Linked DNA regions of Mus musculus: region 1 is linked to region 2. The links are chromatin contacts, called in public Hi-C maps. All regions are on one chromosome and are shown on one strand. The core of a region is the stretch at or near the end of the contact, and the rest is flanking DNA. Distances in the headings are between cores, read along the strand shown. Region 1 overlaps Gm31596 (a long non-coding RNA gene). Region 2 holds the start of Ptgfr (prostaglandin F receptor).

Region 1 (5,216 bases), core at 598-3,097, 54 kb after region 2:
ACCACAGAAAAAGAAAGAGAAGTGTAGGGCAACGGGTGTAGGGGAATAAAGGGAGTGGGAGAAAACCCGCGTCCTGCCAGAGTTCCAGTGCTCTGGGCAGGCAGACGCGGAGAACTGGGGCATGCTTACCACATGGCTCCGGGTGGGTGTCTGACTGTGGGAAGCTATGGACCCAGCCCGAGCGGGTTGGACAAGAGGCAGTTCAAGGTCTCTGGGCCTTATAGAGACCAGAGATAACAGGTTTTCAGTCTCGGGCATCCCAGATGCCACTGGACACCATGGAAGAGCTGATAACAAAATGGGGGTGGCTACCAGGGGTGGCTCTGTAGTCCCCAGGGCCAAAGGGGAGAGAGGGGTGGTTCCCGCGCAGGCAAGAGTCCTTGGTCCCATCAGTGGCTGGAGCTCAGGAAGGTCTTCTGGCGGGAGGTTAGACGCAGCTCGTTAGGGGAAAGCTTATTCCATCATTCAAGTATGGAGGGCCGAGACAGTCTATGGTTTTAGAGCTTTATTGTAGAAAGGCAGGGAGAAAGAGAGAAGGTAGAAAGAGGAAGACCAGCCATGGCCACGTGGAGAGAAGGGGGGAAGGGAGGGAGAGAAGGATGGCTAGAGAAGAGAGTAAGAAAAGTGAGAGCTTAAAAAAAGAGAAGAGGGGCCAAGCAGCTCCTTTTATAGTGGGCTGGGCTACCTTGCTGTTGCCCGGCAACTATGGGGCAGAGCACACCTGGCTATAGTCAGGTAACTGTGAGGGTGGAGTCTAGCTAGAACGCTAGGAGCTTGGTGCTTTGTCTGCGTGACTGATAGTCACAGAATTATGGAGTTGGAAGCTCTGTGGTGTCAGGCATCTGTCTTGGGAATGTGGGTCAGTGGTTTGTCCCTTGTAGAGTTTTCTACTGGGTCTCCGGAGGAAGCCGCATTCATCCAAAACAGGCTGCCCACAGAGAAGAAAGGTCAAAGGAAAGGGGAAGACAATGATTTAAGAAACTTAGCAGTGTCAATTAACAGTTAGACAATGTTTTGTGAATCTTTTAAGAATGCCACCCACATCTTTGCTGTGTAATTCTCACTAAGTCTGTGTTCTCTCTCTCTCTCTCTCTCTCTCTCTCTCTCTCTCTCTCTCTCTCTCTCTCTCAACTCCTGTGCTTAAATCCATGACTGTCTTAGTAAACCCCAAAATTCCTCAAAAACAAAAAACAAACAAACAAAAAAAAACCAGTAAAATATTATCTCACTGTAGCCAGAATAGCTACAAAAGGATAAAAACTGTGTATCAATGAGGGTGTGAATAAAGGATCTTTGAACACTTTTGGTGGGAATGAAAATTTTTAGGGTAGGGGAAACTTTGAGAGCTCCAATGATGTCCTCCTCCTTAGAAACTCAGAGAGATGGGAAGACCTGCTGAGCAGTTACTGCTGCAAGAAATCCAAGCCTATCCTCTGTGAGGGCCAGGAGTTTCCATGGTAACAGAAACTAGTAAACCATGGTTTTCAAAGCAAAAGGTAAAAATTTCAAATTAATATGACTTGGTTGTGAATCTGTCGGTTCTTCAAGTTACATGAGGCCTTTAAGAGGAGAAAAGTTTCTTTCAGCTCTCAGAATTTCTTTTGAGGTTTTCGTTTTTCTCTCAATGTATTCAATTTAAGATACTTAGTATATTCCTAAAAGTGCATTCTTTTCAATCTCTTACCTAAATGCGTATAGATGAATCAATAATTCATCTGTTCCATACTAAGGGCTCATAGAGAAAAGAAAGAACACCCAAGTTCTTTTGCCTAGTCATTCTAATCAGCCCCAAAACCTCAGGCTGAGCCGGCTGAGCCAAGCACAGATCAATACAAATAAAACATCGCAAGAGGCTTGGCAGGGTTCCCTGGTGGTGCATGAATATTTTCCACTCAGCAAGGCCAGCCCCACCGCTGCTTGGCTGTTCCGACTCTCCTTGCAATCAAAGCCCAGCATCTGGAAACAATCACCGTCCTTCTCCAGCATGTTAGTCCTTAGAGGGCTCAAGAAAACAGACAAAATAAGAAGCCCCCAAAGATGTCTGAGTCACTTAGAAAATTAAGTTGTAAAAAGTACTCTTTCTTCCCTCTGCACTTGGAGTTAGGAAGCAGGGGCAGGCACCAGCTTGCTCAGAGAGTTGCCTTTTAGCATTCAGGTCTCATAAATCTTACAGACTTCTACTGACACTGGCAGTGTTAGGAACAGCCTCTCAGTTAATCATTAGACGTCAGCTTTAAGCAATGCCAAATGTTGCTGTGGGATCCTAAAGTCGTCATTGGCTCTAGGTTGTGGTAGCATCCATGCTAAGAAGCCCCGTGAAACAAAAAAAAGGGAACCAGAGCTCTGTGGTCCAATCAGAAAGACCTGGACTCTCAAGCCCAGCTCCACTATGTAGTAGTCTGGTCACTTTTAGATACTGGGTTCATTCATCTACAACAGAGGATGAAGGGGGATAGCTTGAAGGTGCTGGAAATGTCTCATGGATCGTTCTCAGTCCAGCCTAGCATCGGAGGCACAGTGTGTATTCAGTAAGTGCCCGTTGAATTAAAAACTTTACGTGTTTCAACATTTCAGGCAAAACAATACAAAGGAATGTTGAATAAAATGTTCAAGATGAAGCCATTAAGAATATCAACAGTAACCCCAGCTCAGGTCAGAAACTGTCACTTAGACAGAAGAAACCCATCCTAGCACAGGGCAGTGTCCCCTCAAGTCAATCACTGGAGTAATTGGATGACTGGGTTCTAAAGGATGAGGCCACCATACTCTTGGGTTACCTTTGTAGGCTCAAAATCACATACTCAGAATAATAGTACATCCTAGCTTTAAAAATGGGACCATCAACATTACTGGTGGGTCAATGACAGAAGTGGAGACATTTGTCAGACCAAATTCCTGGGGTAAAAAGCTAAAAGAGAATGGGCAAGAAAAATGGTAGAAAAATATAGCCAACATCAAGGAGCCCTCTTCAGGATTCATTGACAAGAACCAGAGAAAGCAGTACTGCTACCCTGGCCTTGTAGAGCAGAAATGATGGCTTCAGAGGCTGATGCTCTTACTTAACCCTGAAAGGACTTGTAGAGGAATCCTGTCAGTCAGGGTTCAGTCTAATACAGAGGTCATAGCTTCGACTGCACTTCTGTGGCAGCTTTACATGTAGAAAATAACTCTGCACTGTTTTATGTGAATACATGGATGTAAATGGGCAGAGGTGAAAATGATGGCCTAATCCTAATCTCAGTTTAAACTATCTGGAGACAAGCATACTTCAGACGTCTTCACAGTGTTTTGGATGCAATTCTGCCCGACTTTAGTGATTCACAAGAAAATGGGGTTCATGTGGAGATCCTGTCCTTAAAAGCAGCACACTGCTTGAGGGGGCATTGACATCTAAGAAAGAAGACCAAAGGACGAGTGGTGCAGAGAAGAGTACAAGTCGGGGCCATGGGAGCCAAACAACAGAGACCTGGAACATGAGCTGTTTGGGGAGGTCATTGAGTGCTGCCCTCTTGCTTGGTTACAATCAAAGACACATGGGTAGGAAAGACAGGAAACCGAGTCTAAGGTCAGAGCACAAAGCTGGACTGAGGAATCTGCTCTTTACCCATTAGGCAATGGTAATGTCACTCAGGGTATTTAAGCAAGGAGAATGACGTAATCAGATTCCAGCCTTAGAAAGTTCGATCCAACAGCAGTAAGCGAAACAAATTGGAGATAATTACAAAGGGCTTTATATTTAATGCCAAATATGTGTCACTTAAGTGTTCTATTTCAGGAGGCCAAGAAGAATGAACACTGTGTTTACTGATCCATCTTGGATGCAGAGCTTAACCCAGTGTCTGACCTACAGCAGAGCTTCATAAATATTTGCGAAATTAATTCATTGTTGTTGGAAATGTGTTACTTATTCAAGATATTTTCGCAGATAGACTTCACCCTTAATGCCACAATGTCTGGCACTATCCTTGCACAGCTATATCCCTGCCCTCACTCATTGCTTGGCATTCGACAGGACTTCAGTGAGCCCTGGTAACCTGGATGGAGCCATGGAGCACTCCTGTTTGACTTTTGTCCTGTTCAAATGGGTACAAAGACTGTGTGAATGGCTGATCTTTGACAAAATAAAGACGTCCCCAGTATTCTTCACGGGTTTCCTTTGCTCCTGAATTTTCGAAACAAGTAAGTCATCCCCTGAGAAGAATGGTACATGGCCTATCCAGATAATCCTGGAAGCCTAATATTAGCCAGATGGACTCCCAGAAGTTAATAAACAAACAGTCTAAATTGGGATGGCAATATTAGATTTGTTGAGGGCAGTCATTGATATTAAGAAAACCATTAGTCATGCTGGTTGCCATTGTTGTACATTGCAAATAACGTAAAATGGCTCACACTGCATAGCTCAAGTTAACGTTTGCTCAATCTAAGGCTGTCATTTGCTCCTAACACCTCGTAACAATGTGTGAGTTGAAGACAAAAGAAGACTCTGGTTTTCACGCTTGACATCTGCGATAAAGCCAAGCACTCTAGGAAGCACTTGATGGATTAAATTCCAAAAATATAATAGAATGTTAGGTAGATAAAAGTGCAAAGATGGCCTTCATTAATTTCTGTTAAAAAAATTTAAGACAGTTTAAAGGCTACTGCCATTCTTATATAATTCAGGAATTCTTACTCTTTATTCAAAACTGAATCTAACAGCCAAAGATGCAAAACTGCCAACAGATTGTGGAAACCTAGTCACTTTTACCAAATTCAGTCAAATTTATTTGCATGTGTGGGTTAAATTTGCAAATGGTATTAAGACTTACCAAGACCTAAAATTAGCTTCTCCAGCAGGCAATTAAGTTGCTAAACAAATAAGAAAAGTTATAAACAAATAGATGTTAGCCTTTCAAGAGTTGCTACTGGAGCAAAGGACATCCCATCGGGAATGAAAACACAGAACACAGCCGGGGCAGGAAAGCTGCAGCTGGCCCCAGAGAGGGGGTAGCAACATTCAGGCTGGGACAGTTAACTCTGAGAAAATAAATGCAGATAAACAGAAGGAGCAAAAGGAAAACAAGAAAGGCCCCCGGAATTCTTCACATTGCTTTATTCTATTATTATCATGGTCATTCCAGAGTCTCATGTCCACTGGTCCTTTCAAATATGTCATCATCCCCAAGAACAGGAGTGGCTTCCTGCACGTGGAGGGGAAGCTGCCAGGGGGCACA
Region 2 (4,590 bases), core at 1,031-3,530:
GGAAAGAAAAGAACAGGAGATAAAATCTGTCTTCCCAGTCTTCGATGTGCTCTGTGTTGTAGAAACACCAGGTTCTGGACGCTTGGATTTGATAATCTCGGTGTCCAAGGATGGGCAGCACAGCCACGAACACAGCAAACATGCACACACCACTCAGGATCATTTTCACGTGTTTAGATGTGATCTTCGTAGAGTGAAATATAGGATTGGTGACTCCTATACACCTCTCGATGGCCATCGCACTGCCTAGAAAAAGTGGGCACAAGCCAGAAAAGACCATGGAGATTCCAAAAATACTGCACAGGATGTTTGACTGATCAAAGCGGATCCAGTCTTTATCAGAAGCATATACAAAGACAGCTATGCCTCCGTTGATAAGGTGGCCAAAGAAGTCTGTGATCACCAGGCCACTAGCCAAAAGCAGGAAGGAAGCCTTTGACTTCTGTCTAAATCTCTGGTAGGCCTTCATGAGAATGGCGATGGCCAGGCTGTTCGATAAGATCCCCACTGTCATGAAGATGATAGAAAAAAATACTGAAAGCCGGTTCTCCGTCTGGCAGGTTGTGTTTGCGATGAGTCCAGCTGCAGGAGACACTGGCTGCTTGGAACTGTTCATAGACATTGTTGTGGAGGTAAAAGCTGTCCCCTCAAGTCATCTCTCTGTCACAACTGTGCAGTCTCGGAGTGCAGACATCTGTAGCATACAGGACAGGAATTATAAAGACCTAATTACCAGTCAGTCATCTGACATTTAGAACCAAGTGCCTCAGCACCCTGGGATGGGGTGGATTTGCCCAGCCTATCATAAGTCAGGTTGCAGGACCCTGCCGCCAGCATGCATCTGTTCTGGTTGTCTCTCTTTCAAGATAAAGATACCGCCCAAACTGACACCATCAGTTCACTTCCCTAGAAAGAGAGAGAGAAATCTAAAAAAAAAAAAAGCCATCCTGATGTATCCTTGACATCTTGAATCATTTGAAGTCTTACTAAAGCACTAAGAAGGTTAGATTTCAAACCAATGGAGTTTTTAACGCATAGCAATCTATTGAAATAACTAATCCTTTAAAATCCTGTTCTTTTCTCTGTGGGACATTGACCCCTCCCCAAGTACTTGATCCACCTGCTGGTCATAAAGCCAAGGTCATGAAAGGGCAACAAACAGAATCAATCTCTCTCTCTCTCTCTCTCTCTCTCTCTCTCTCTCTCTCTCTCACACACACACACACACACACACACACACACACCTCACACTCAGTCACACTTTGACTCATGGAAGAGTGTTGAGGCTGTGATTTCTGATCTAGCCTTCTTTCACGGGGCAGAAATCCCTGCACCAAGATGAGGAAGGGTGCTGTCAGGTTACTGTAGCCTCCAGTGAGAAATGCTGTACTGTTTGCTGTTTGGGTTTTTTGCCCCTAATGTGTTGAGTCCTAAGTCCGTGCTAGCTTCAGGACCACACCACTGGATAATTAGATTGTTTTCCCAGAGCAGCTTTCCCGGAGGCTGGGGATTTGACAGCCCAGAGGCTTTAGGTGCCTGAAGGAAAGAGGCTGGCTGCCCCCTCGGTGTCTTACTCACATTTCTACTTTCGACAGTTGCAAAGCCCACACCCCAAGGGGCCTCAGCTTGCAACATTGCCTCTAAACCTAACCAACTTGCTGAAACTTTTTGCAATTTCTCAAACTCCGGAGAGTTCTTTTCCCTCCCACCCTGGGGGGCGCCAAAGGTCTGCGGCAGCCGGGGTAAGGACCATGTAGTGCAGCCAGCAGGGAATCTCAGGGAAAGAAAGGGGTAGCCCTGTGTGCGTGCTTCTCTCCTGAGGGTGGTGGAAATCCTTGCTACTGAGCCCCATCCTTACAGTGAAGCCCCCAAGCCCTTCTTTCCTCATAGCACACCACGAATTGGGTCCAAAATCCCTGCCAGTCTCAGCCTATAGTGCTCTCCAGCGGGACCCCTGCAGCTGTTGCCACCGGAGTTTATCAACCCTGGGTTCAGCTGGAGAATCCAGGGACCGTGGGAATCCGGCCGTGGGAATGCAGCCACGGGGTTTTTACCTCGGCATCCTGAGCCACTGAGTGGTTGTGTCCGGAGCAGAAGAGCGCTGAGCCCGGTGTTCCATGGCGCAACCAGCCCTGCGCAGCCGCAACCTCGGGTTCCACCTCTCTTTCCTCCCTAGGACACTTCTGAGCACTGGATCACCCGCAGGACCTATTGTGTCCTGAACTCCAGAGCACCTAGAGATGCTCCCAGCCTCTGCAGGGTGGAGGGCTGGGTGACCTCCGCCCCTTCCTCGTCTCTCTCCTCTCCGCCCACTTTCTCTGCCCGCACAGGGTGAGGCTGCTGCACGGTCCTCTGATGCTTTGGCCACCGAGCAGCAGAAGACAACGCTTTTAGCCACCAGGCAACTACGGAAAGTTTTGCTTTAAACTCGTTTCCAAATGAAAGAGGTCATTTCCGAAGCTTCAAGACAGAAACAAGGAAAACCAAGGCATGTTTAGAGCCTGGTGTGTGGGATTGTCGGGTACAGCTTATGGGGAATGAATTAATTCCAGGTCCAACCAAAAAGGGACGCGGAAATCTGGGTAAAGGTCTGCCAGTTTGAAAGAGAACTTCTAGCAGATATCCACAGGGAGTGAATTAGAAGTTCTGGGCAACTGCTGTAAGAGGAACAGCCTTAGGCTCCACTGTCACTGGAGTGCAAGCCGGGTAAGAGTATAAAGGGAAGTGAGAGCTGCGTTCTTAAGCACCTGCTGGCCTGGGATTCGAGACCTTTTGGGAGCTTCGAAGTCCTTGAGAGAATTTCTAGTGACATCCACAACAAAGGATATACACCTTATAGATTTTGTAAAATGTACTTTGTGTTCAAGTAAAGGCGCGCTCATTTTTCATTAAGAACTGTTATTTGAGCTTGTTAAACGTATAGTGCTGTGTGAACTTGTACAATGTGAGTTCTTTTCACTATGATTGTTTTTTAGCTAATAACATCCACACCTCTGAATATGTCATTTCCAGCGCAGCACTTGTGTGCCCCTATTACCTCGATTTCCCTTCTGGCCCTAGCAAAAGGTTGTCACTAGCTGTGTAAAGAGTTCTGGAATCTGCTTCTCCATTCCAGAGCCAGAAGGTGCTTCCAAATTCCTGAAGATCGAAAGGGCTCATAAAGTGCAAAGGCAAGATAAAATAAATTAGCCATTAACTGTAGAAAAGTCCGGCTGCACACTCTCCCCCTGTGGTGGAGACAGAGCAGTTTTAATTGATATTATCATAGCGTGTTTAAACTGTGACTTGGGTATGGTCAGAGAGGTCAATGTTTTGATTAGTTGGAAAATGCTGTGTCCCGGGATGGCCAGTATCCAAAGAACAACCCTGTCACAAGCCACACTGAAAATGTGACACGGAGTGCCACTCTTTCCTTTAATGATTAACAGTCCTTGGTTGCAGCTCAGTGTGTTGATGGTTTTCCTTGTGTTTCTCTCGTGGAAATGGCCCTCTATGGGGGGGGGGGGGGTCTTCTCTGTCATTCCCCTGTTCTCACCAAATCTTTGAAGTAGTGAATTCTAGAGCCAGATTTCGATTTGGGAATCTCTGCAGCTTGGAGACAGGGGCATCTCACACCAGTGCTGTGGAACTGGGTGGGAAGGAACCAGCCTGCTCATTCAATGTCAAATTGTAGCACTCAATAAAACCAAGGCAATTGTGATTTCTTTTCCAAAGCACTACCGGAATTGCATCATTTCTTCAATCTATTCTGCATCTGTTATTGGAATTCCCTCTTTAGAACCCCATTCCTTAACCAACACATAGTTCAGACAAACTAGACATATTAATATTAGCAGGGCAAGGTGCTCTCAAAAAGTGAACAATGAACAACTTTTAATGTTGCTCCCAGGCCTATGTGCCACCCTAATCTGACTCCCAGTTCCTAGTCCCCAAAGACAGTGCTACAAAACGGGTTAATCCACAGAAAGAAAAGCCGTCAGGCAAAAACAGAAGAGCTGAAGATGAGAGGCTGACCAGCCTTTTTAAAATATATCTCATTTTGGTTTTATTGCTGCATGTGTGAAGTTGATACGCCTATAGAGCCACTTGTAGACACATCCATTCACCAGATTCAGTGAGAATTAGCCCTCTGCCTTCTAGGAGACAGATATAAATGCTCTGTGAGCAACCATGAATTGCTGTATTGTGTGGTCCCTGCCAAGAGATGAGCGTGCTTCTGCAGTAGGCATGTGATGGGGTTCCCAAACCAGCATTCTCTTTATGTTGAATGGAGACAAAGTTGATGCTAGCTTTGCCTCCACTGAAGGAGACAAGAGAGGAATGCACTGTATGGGTGGACTTAGCCATCACTACTCGGGATTAGACATGGAGCAGTTTAGACAAAAAATGTGCACACTCCATGACATTGAAATTGAAAGAAAAAAATACTCCATAAAAATCAAGGAGGAATGTTGAAAATTGAGGTTTGGCATTTTAATTAAATTGCCTGCAAAGGTTTATTGGAATTTGCCACTGAGATTAATAGAGGAACGTGCCCCAATTTGGTTATTATGGAAATTACAACTTTAGACTTAAATTCATGTTTATTAT

The links. A called contact is a pair of places that touch in the nucleus more often than the background predicts.
Region 1: a contact with region 2 is called in a Hi-C map of uterus, with 6 times the contacts expected there. The contact joins the enhancer-like site here to the promoter of Ptgfr in region 2. A contact is called at or near these places in 9 of 39 promoter capture datasets (the 3T3-L1 cell line, 3T3-L1-derived adipocytes, cranial neural crest and 4 more), 1 of 15 datasets of contacts at CTCF or cohesin (the NIH/3T3 cell line), 24 of 484 Hi-C or Micro-C datasets (the 3T3-L1 cell line, 3T3-L1-derived adipocytes, the C2C12 cell line and 8 more), 4 of 115 datasets of contacts at active chromatin or transcription factors (heart atrium, liver and neural progenitor cells) and 2 of 9 other capture datasets (adipose tissue and liver).

Annotation. Positions count from the first base shown.
Region 1 is chr3:151,889,989-151,895,204 of GRCm38.p6, forward strand. All of the region lies in intron 2 of Gm31596 (a long non-coding RNA gene), which reads right to left. Among named protein-coding and RNA genes, the nearest start is that of Gm31596, 20 kb to the right of the region's middle. Within about 2 kb of position 1,848, at least 120 of the 459 cell types and tissues checked have an H3K27ac peak or open chromatin away from gene starts, as enhancers often do. A contact at or near this core is called in the NIH/3T3 cell line, adipose tissue, adipose-derived mesenchymal stem cells and 5 more, where this site is marked.
Region 2 is chr3:151,835,248-151,839,837 of GRCm38.p6, forward strand. Ptgfr (prostaglandin F receptor) reads right to left here and starts at 2,281. Exons shown (of 3, transcript NM_008966.3): 1 at 2,055-2,281; 2 at 1-694. The coding sequence starts at 622.